Linked DNA regions of Gossypium hirsutum: region 1 is linked to region 2. Evidence: chromatin contacts called from public Hi-C data. All regions are on one chromosome and are shown on one strand. The core of a region is the stretch at or near the end of the contact, and the rest is flanking DNA. Distances in the headings are between cores, read along the strand shown.

Region 1 (4,657 bases), core at 949-3,448, 170 kb after region 2:
ATGTAAGCTTCCTATATCCTTTATTGTGTTTTTCATTTATTTATAATCCTAAAGCCACCATCAAGGGGTCTAACCATAGAAACTTCCATTCTTGATGGCATCATCATTAGCATCTCCAAGAGCTGCCTCTTTCAAGTACTTATCAGACAACTGCACTCTCTTCACGTTCTCTTGTTCTTGGACAAGCATGTTTCCATACTCAAGTAGCTTCTGAAGAGTCATTTCGGGCTGCTCGAAAGTAGGAGGTCCCTCCCTCGAATTCACAAGTCTTTTGCCAACATTTTGCAGCCCAACATCTGAAATCCATTTCCTCACTTCATCGTCATATACTCTTGCCCTGAGAGCACCAAAGAAATCTGCAACAAAAGTAATTAAAGATAATTAGCGTTCTCTCGTCAGCAACCAATAGGAAATATCCTCAATTCAAAGATGGGTAATCACCAATAGATTGTCCAAGGAAAGTGTCAACAAGCTTGATAATGTCTTCCCGAGGAACATTGTCAGTTCTGAAAATACCCGAGCACACCCCAATCCTATCTTCCCGAGTAGGGGCCCAGTAGAATTTCTCCATACGACCATCACGGATAAGAGGAGCATACAATGTGGAGAAGTCATTACCGGTAACTATGATAGGAACACGAGGGTTCTCTTCCTTGTTGTACATACCAGGGAGCTGAACATTTGTAGGGTTATCAGCAATGTTCATGAGGGTAGCATTCACCATTTGATTGTTGACCGTGTATTGGGTGGTTCCTCCCATCCTTCCCGCACCTGCATCGAGATCGTTGATAAAGAGGCAACACATCTTTCCCTTTCTGATGATATCTGCTGCCTCACGATACCTTTGCCTAATCAATTTTGCAGGCTCTCCAGCATTCCCACTTTCCAGTTCACCAGCACTCATCATAATGGGACTGGATATTGTCAACAGATTTAAAGATTAAGGATGTAAATGAAAATTTGAAGGTTCTTGTTATAAAAAATCAAGCAATTTGTGTCAAACTAATAGGCTAACAAATGTCAACAATTTTCCTGAATCACTCAAGTATGTGAAAGAGAGGGATGGAACAATAAGGATATAGACTTACTTGATTCCCATCTTGGCAAAGACAAGCTCACATTGGAATGATTTCCCTTGGCCTTTACCTCCCCAAATACCCAAAATAAGAGGAACCTGTCACAGTTATTCACAAAAGTATCCAACTTTATTGATATTCATCAAAATGATAGACTTAGCTGATTAAACATATCTCGAAACATTTTATGAACAAACCTTAATATTTGGCAGATTCAAGAAGTTTTTTGTGATGTGAACAACAACCTTGTCCATGAACGCAGGAGCAATGTAGAACCCATCAATGATATTGTCATAGTTGAACCTACAAACAGTTGAGCGACGTCAATTCCCACACTACAATTCCATGATTTCTTCAAATTTGCATAAACTTTTTAACATGAAATCCCTTAGCATGCAACTTACGTGCGAAGACCTTGACTGATGTAGTCATAGGAGCTCATGATAGCATGGTGAGTTCCAGTTCCCACAGGAGCCTGGAAGAGAGTGTCCACCATTCCCTTTCCTCTGGTAATATCCTGTTGGTCATCAGATTCATCATGGACGAGTTCCACCCACCTGTCTTTTGAGGTCTGCTTATATTCACTAACAACCTTGAAATTCTTGGGAAAAACCTTGTTCTGGTTGACCTTTGAGGTACCCTTCGTCACACTTTTTCCCAAGAATATTGAGCTTGGACTTGGACCACGGCCATTCGACTTCAGCTGTAACAAAGAAACTCTCTTTTTAACTACAACACCACAAGCTTCTAATAAAATAACAGAATGCATATCCTTATTACTTAATTATGATCTTCTTCTTAACTGTATATAAACAAGAAACAAATGACTAGAAATGCATTTCTTTTTCCCTCTAGGAGTTAAAAGACGATTAAAACAATGAAGAAGAGACAGTTGAAGGACTACAAAGTCGAGAGACGCTACGGTAATGACTAAGACAAGATCAAAAAAATAGGCGGGAAAAAACATAGTAATACCGGCACTCTGTTAACAGCTCCAACGGCTGGGACAGCAGTAGCCATGTCTCAACGGCTGAGATCAGAATTGGGAAAGTCTAAAAAAGAAAAAACTCGAAACAGTTGCTGGAGTGTTGTGGTTTGAAGATGAAGTTAGGTGTGGTGGGGGACTTTATAGGGAGGAGGTATTGGAAGGAAGTGGGCAAAACCTGTGGATTAGCTTACGAATTGGCTAACGGCCATACATTTACAATTTGGAGTTTTATGAGGGGGCATTTGGTGAGGTAGACGTTTGTTTTGGATGTGGGGCTAGTTTTGGTTACATACAAATAAAATGGAGGCTTCGCGGAACAGTGTTGCCTATGAGCTTGGGGTTTAAGCTTATGTTCCCCACCCAAATGGTTTGGCCTGCGTCAATTAAACAGCTACCCATTTTTTTTTTATCGAAATCAAGATATTATTGCTGATAACAATAATTAATTTCTTTTGTTACCGAGTAATCTCCAGAAAAATAAAATAAATGGTTAGTCAGAGCTATCCATATTAAACATTGCCTACAACTTTGTATTTTTCTTTATTGGTAAGTTTGTTGAAACATTTTTAATATATATAGTGTTTCAAAGTATGAACTAAAAGTTAATGTAACTTTATTATTAATAAAAAAATTCTGAATTATGTATTTTAAATTTAAAAGTTATGTTATTTAATTATTAACAAATATTCATAATTATTCAATAGAAACGGTATAAAAATGTCTTTATAATTAGAGTTATGCAAAGATTTGATAATTAATAATCGTTTTAGAAAGAAAATCTTCTAGCAGGACTTCCTACTTCATTAGGAGAAAAGATTAGAAATCAAATTAGAGGAAATTACAGATATATTATTTCATATGAAAAACCTTACCTATGGTGAACTAATTAGTTTCGCCTAAAAAAAAGATTAAAAATTTGTCAAGATTTAAAATTACAAAAACAACTTAAAATGAATACCCATAAAAAATAATACTAGATGATAAACCAATAAAGGAGCAGTTGAATCTCAACATTCTCCTTTAATGGAGGTTCAATATCTTCACAAAAATATTAGAATAAAAGTAAGTTCTTTAAGAATGAGAGCTCCTGGTAGTGCAGGAAAATAAATCTCATCAAAAGTTATTAAAATGATAGTAGAATAAAATAACGATACAAATATCAATTTTCATACAATATGAAAACAATTAGATTATATTGAAGATTTGGTAGAAATTCACCTAATAAAAAAAGAATCATAATTATTCAAATAGATATCTATTGAATAATTATGATTATACTAAAGATATGACTATTCATTTGGATAATTATGTTCCTATAAAGAGATATGAGACCTCGTATAAATAAGAGTAAAATTTTATTCGTATGATACACTTAAAAACATAGAAACTAAGTTTAGTTTTGTTCTCCCACTGTATCTTTATTTTTAGATTTTTTTTATAAAGAAATATTATGAAAATTCTTAAAAGGTAGATTTAAAATAATAATTAATATTTATATTTAAATCTCAAACTTAGTGGGAATATCTTATTTTTTGTTCATTAACTATGTAATAATATAAACTTGAGAACATCATCCGTGGTTGCATTGTACTTTAATCAAGAAAAAGGGGTGTGGTTGTTGGCAGTTGAAGATAAATTAAATTGAATGCCGGATGGCATTGGCAACTCCAGAAACTTCTCCGTTCAATGTAAGAAAAAGAAACCAACAATGTGGCCAAATACATGACAAGAGGACGTCGGTTCTTTGGTTTCAAAGTGCAGCTGTCACGATCTTGAAAAGACATCGTGTTATTTTAGTTTGGGGTTTTGGGCCTGCATTGAACCGAGCTGTGACCAAACTGGCTCTGATTAATTCTTGACCTTCTTATCTTGTTATTGATTTGAAAAAACAGTGCAGTTCGAGATGCTTCCCAGCAATTCTATTTTTGTCTAAGGAGATCTATACAATTCTATTTTGTTTTATCTAAAGTTCTCATCAATTTATGAGAAGCATATAAATGGTTTTAATTTTTCTAATATTTTTAGTGTATTTATAAATTTTAATAATTTTTATTTTTTAATTTTTTAAAATTTTTTTTAAATATACATATCACATCAACACATTTATCCACTCGTGTCAGCTTTTCAATGATTTCATTTATCATATCACTTAGTGTTAATAGTTAAATGGGTTAACGGCTATTTTCATTATGGAAGAGTTTAATTATTTTTTTGAATTTTTCTATTTATTTTTATTTTTTGAAACTTTATTTTTTTAAATTTCAACAATTGAATTAAAAATCGATGGTCTAGTCGTCTTAACCACCAATCCAATTCTTACAATAGGTTTTTTTATTTATGAAGGATCTTTTATTTTCTTTCATCATTTTTTTTTTTGGCTTCTATGTTGATAATAATGGGTGGTTAAATGATAAGAGATGTGATATGACTTAACCCCGAAAATAGGAAAAGAATGATAGAATTGGGAGAGGCAAGAGAATAAGAAAGGAAAGAACCAAGAGTTGTTTTCCTAATATATATTTCATGCCTCTGTATTACAATCATATTACTTGGTTTACAGGGAAAATAAAAGAAAAACGACAAAAAGGAAAGT
Region 2 (5,397 bases), core at 1,803-4,302:
AATTTTTTTGGGAGGGTCAGAATTAAATTATAAATTTTTACAATAGTAAAATGTAATTTCATCATTTCAATAAATTATATCTTTATAATTTTTAAAGAATTAAATTAAATTTTTATTATTTTTAAGAAAATTAAAATATAATTTTATCATTACTAATTTAAAATTTTATAAATAAAAAATAAAAAAAATTCCATTGTAAGGTTGCAATAATAGCTTTTTCATAGCAGTTATAGTTGATTTAGACACATATCTAAATGCCTTTGAGAGCAGGTTTCTTTTTACTGATTGATTTAGACACATATCTAAATGCCTTTGAGAGCAGGTTTCTTTTTAATATATAATTTTTAAACCTAAACTTTAATGCTTGATTGTTGGAAGGATGGGGTTATTGATTTTAATTATTTAAAACTTTTGTGCCAAGTTAAAAGCGCATTAGAGTGATAGATTTGTCAGATTCAACGAATAATTTTAGAAATTTTGAAGTTTCAGTTTGAAAATTTTCAACATATGGATTTGATTTTTCTCAAACAACCTTTATGCTATTAGTTATGTTTAGGGATCTTTATCAGTAATTTCTTAAGCCAGCAAGAAACGTTCATTATCTAGCTCGTAATATCATTTCAAAGTTATTCACTAAAATTTATTAAAAACTATCTATAAGTATTGAACTAAGTTCAAATTTTGGTGATGATATTGATACAAAAAAATTGTCATGAATTATAAAACAAACATAAACATATTTTAATAATAAATAATTTATTACAAACTGAGAAAAGTTTACAATCATCGACCTCCTGAAAGATGAGATGCTGCAACGGTAGATGATTGGGATGTTCCATTGTAAGTGGAAGTTGTATACATCATGGAGAAACCATCGAAGCCCTCACCATGGGCAAATGCTAAGCCACTGGAAGAGAGACTGAGTGATGATAGTTCCGGAAAAGGCATATCTCCTTCTAAAATCTGAACAACATGGCGCATGGTTGGCCTTGCTTCAGGCTGCGAGTGGGAGCATATCAACCCAAGTTTTAAGACCAGCTCAACTTCCTCAGCTGCATAATCTGAACCCAAATATGGATCCTTTGCCTCAAGAATATCACCTTTGCACCAACAAGAATACACCCAGTCCACCAAGATGACATTGTCTGTTGGAGACTGTAAAATTGGCCTTCTTCCACAAGCAACTTCAAGCACAAATGCCCCAAAAGCAAACACATCTGTGCAAGGTGTAGCTCTCCCGGTTCGAGTATGCTCAGGAGCCAAATAACCAAGTGTGCCCATAATGTGAGTTGTTTGTGGTTCAGTTCCATGATCATATAATCTAGCAAGCCCAAAATCTCCCAGTCTTCCATTTAGTTCACCATCAAGCAAAACATTGCTAGCCTTAACATCCCTGTGAATCACAACTTGCTCCCATTCTTCATGTAAATAAAACAATCCTGATGCTACGCCTTTGATGACTCTGAATCTTTGTCTCCAATTAAGGGTGAGCTTTGGCTGGCCATACAAGTACTTATCGAGACTTCCATTTGGCATGTAGTCATAGACCAAAAGTAGCTCATCCTTACGCCGGCAATATCCCAAGAGTTGAACCAAATTCCGGTGACGGAGACGACCGATACTCACAATTTCTGCTATGAATTCCTTCATCCCTTGTCTCGATTCATGTGAAACTCTTTTCACGGCAACCTCAAGTTTACTGGTTGGAAGAACTCCTCTATAGACTTTTCCAAAGCCACCAGAACCCAATAGCTCCTTGTCTTTGAATCCTTTTGTAGCAACATACAGATCTTTAAACTTGAATCTATGAGGCCCATACTCAAGCTCCCAATCTTCAACAACTTCAGCAAATTTCCTCTTCCTCCTCATGAAATAAACTACACCTGAAACTGCTGCCAAAATCACACTCACTGAAATCAAAGGCAACCCGATTGTCAAAAGCCTTGATATTTTCTTCGGTCCTACAGGAGGAAGCTTTGGAAGCTGAGACAGGGTAAGCTCTCGCGCCTGACCATTCATCTTAAAGCTCCAACCCAAGACATAATGAGATGTGAGAACAGAGCCAGTTGAGGATGAAAAACCAACATACATCCCATTGTTAACTATTGAAGAAAGATCAAGAGGCAAAGATAAAAGTGGAGTCTTGGGTTTAGAAAGTCTAAATGGAGCTAAAGTAACATCCATTCGCTTCTCTAGACCATGATATTCAACCCAAACTTGTATCCTTTGCCCAATCAGGCTAAGGTTTCTAAACTGACGGCTTCCATCCTCGTGATATCCTGCTGGAATAGATAAATTAGACTTTAACCCGTTTATATCAATCCCAACGTGATTGTCATTGATGTCATCAAACTGGGGACTTAGTAGCGTATCGAATTCTACAGCAACAACGTGGTTTCTACCGTCGCCGTTGTTGGACTTGTTGAAGAGTCCGAGATATTGGCCTGGATCAGCTCCGGGGAGGCCCCTGGTTGGTGAAACCACGAAAGCCATTCCGTGTGCGCTGACAGTTGGGTATTGAGGGATAATAGCGAAGACAAAGATGGTAGAGAAGGAAGAAACTGAACGGCTGGTAGAGTTGTTGAAGTTTACAAGGTGAGGATAGAAAGCATGTCCTTGTTGTCTTTCGGCTTCATTGGTGAGTTTTAGGAGTCCATTGGAAGTGAGCACTGCGATGCCATCAAGGCTTAGATTAGCCGACCGGAATCCGTTGTAGATGAAACCAAAATCATCTCTGGCTGCTAAGCTTACCAGAAGAGTTAGCAGAATTGCTAATCTGAAAGTGAAACACATTGCCATAGTCGCGGTTTACTTTGCTTCTCTTTCGGTTCTGTCTTTGGTTCTCTAATCTTTGACCTTTATTTATTTATGGATCACGTTATGGTGCTTGAGATCAGTATGAAAGTCCATAGAATCTCTACCATGAAATAGATTTGATTTTTATGACAGATTAATTATGGTTAAAATCCCTGCTGAAAATTGAGATTTAATGTTGTATTTTATTTTGGAATAATTTGATCATCTTTTATAATATTATTTGAAGGTTGATATTATTGGTTGTTACATGAGTCAATAATAAATTTAAAATGATTAAGATTATTCGAAAATTTATTTATGCTACCACTTTAACAGAATCTAACAATTTTGATAAGAATTGAGGCCCTAAAACCATAGGAAGGTTAAATAGTTGTCATCCTTTATTCAACTTACAGAATCTAATATAGAATAGCTAGGTTTTTATTTTTTATTTAAAAAAAAAAAAGAAGAAGGAATTTTACCTTTGTTGGCTTAATTATAGTTAAATGTAAAATTACTATTGAATTTTTTAAATGGTTTAATTTCATGGAAAAGGATTGTATGAAACAGTGATGCTACGTCATCTGTATCCCTTTCCAATAGTTTTATGCCACATCAGTATTCTTATCTTAAATTTCAAGATTTTATCTTGAATTTTAGTATTTTAATTTGGATTTAATTTTTTCCAAAATAAAATCCTAAAATTCAGGATAACAGTACTGATGTGACATAAAACTATTGGAAAGGGATACAAATGACGTGGCGTCACTGTTTCATACAATCCTTTCTCTAATTTCATTAAAGTGGTAGTGCATGATAAATAATATTTGAAGGAGTAAATGATTACATGCTAAAAATAATTTCAGCAAATCTTGCATTAAGAAAATATTTTCAACCTTTTTTTTGTTTAAAATAAAAAGGTAAGAAAAATGGACCGATTGCCCATAATTTTTTTTTTAAATTTGAGTAAATCACAACTAATATTTTTTAATCGAATTAATTAAATTTTTTAATTCAATTAATCAAACTAAAATTTATATTTATATTTTTTTCTTTTGTTAAAACAAGTATAGAATATGTGAAAAATAAATTAATAATGTTCATTTGACTGAATTAACCGAATTAGTAATAGCTTAATATATATAATATATAATATTATTTATTAAGTTCGGCTAATTTGATTAATTACCTAATTTCGAATTGAATTAACCATTAACCGAAATTCAAAAAAAATTTTAACTGACTTTCAACCGAATTAGATTGATTAATCAACCGATTAATCAAATTAGATTAGTTCGGTGAATATAGAGATGTTTTGAGAGGTGTTAAAAAATTTATAAAAATGTAATATTTAATAAATTTTAAAAATAAGTATCACATGCAATATGCATTATATCAGAATTGGTGTTAATAAAAAAAACCTGAGTTATTTTTTAATTTTACGGATTTATCTTTGATTTAATAAAAGTGATTATGATTTTAAAAAAATTAATTAAACTTTTAATAAGCATCTAACAATTAATTAGAATATATATATATAAAATTGAAGCCAACAAATTCACAGATAAAATATCTTAGTATAGTACAAATATAAAAAAATACAAATAAAATTTTAATTTGTATAAAATAGTGGTTAAAACTGTTGTTAGATTTTTTAATTAGTGAGTTGAAATCATGTTACGTTATTACTTATCTTGAAACTGTATGAAACAAAACACAATTTTTCTCGTTCTTTTGTCATTTTCCTTTTCTTTCGTTTCTTCTTAGTCAACAGCCAGTCCTAGGATATTGAATAACAATATTAATACAACAAAAAAGTCGATGGGCCCACCCACTAAAGAAGAAAACAGGAGAACAGATTAGGTAGTTGAGATTGGCACTATGCTTAGGTACAATATAATGCACCTTACTTTTACAATTCTTTCTACATAATTTATGTAAGTTAAAAAAATTTAAATTTATAAATTATTAAAATTATAAAAAAACTTATTTTATATGTTAATTAAGTCTTAACTTAGTTGATACCTTTGATATTGCAATAACAATGACGTAGAATAGAACGTACTTTAGTATGTTTTTATTGGAGTATGTCTTTAATTATATGAAGATTACAATAAAATACTAGGTTACCTAGTTTATTAATAAATACGTTGTCATTATTATTTTTGGTCTTTATTTTTGTATTAAATAAATTACATATTGATAAAGTCCTAAGAATGATCATTCTTAAATGTCCTTAGTCAAGTATTGTTATAAATTTGGATAACAATAATGCATTGAAACTAATATGTGATATCAAGTCAACATATAAGTATAGTTAAAGAACGATATATTGGACTAATCCACTATGAGAATGCTTCTTGGATTATCATGTAATAGTCACAATATTTCTCATAGTAATAATTGTATGTATGATCTTTAGACTTGAGATCATCATTGTTCCAACATCGTGAGTCATATATTTTGACACAGTCAAACATTTTCCGTAAATGGTTGTACTATAAAGACTGATGTTGCCAAAATCTGTATAGTGGGATATGAGTGATCAAGACAGGATTTGTCCATCTTATATAATTAGAGCAATATCTCATGTCTCTTGAT

Evidence for each region. Hi-C and Micro-C count contacts between places; a contact is called where the count stands out from the background.
Region 1: a contact with region 2 is called in a Hi-C map of leaf, with 1.8 times the contacts expected there. The contact joins the promoter of LOC107948056 here to the promoter of LOC107948884 in region 2. A contact is called at or near these places in 2 of 34 Hi-C or Micro-C datasets (both in leaf).

What each region holds. Positions count from the first base shown.
Region 1 is chrA04:73,870,364-73,875,020 of Gossypium_hirsutum_v2.1, forward strand. LOC107948056 (ribulose bisphosphate carboxylase/oxygenase activase 2, chloroplastic) reads right to left here and starts at 2,199. Exons shown (of 7, transcript XM_041111373.1): 1 at 2,052-2,199; 2 at 1,481-1,779; 3 at 1,274-1,379; 4 at 1,089-1,174; 5 at 442-914; 6 at 75-356. The coding sequence starts at 2,096.
Region 2 is chrA04:73,697,075-73,702,471 of Gossypium_hirsutum_v2.1, forward strand. It overlaps LOC107948884 (L-type lectin-domain containing receptor kinase IV.1), which reads right to left and starts at 3,053. Exons shown (of 1, transcript XM_016883542.2): 1 at 670-3,053. The coding sequence starts at 2,799. The coding sequence ends at 784.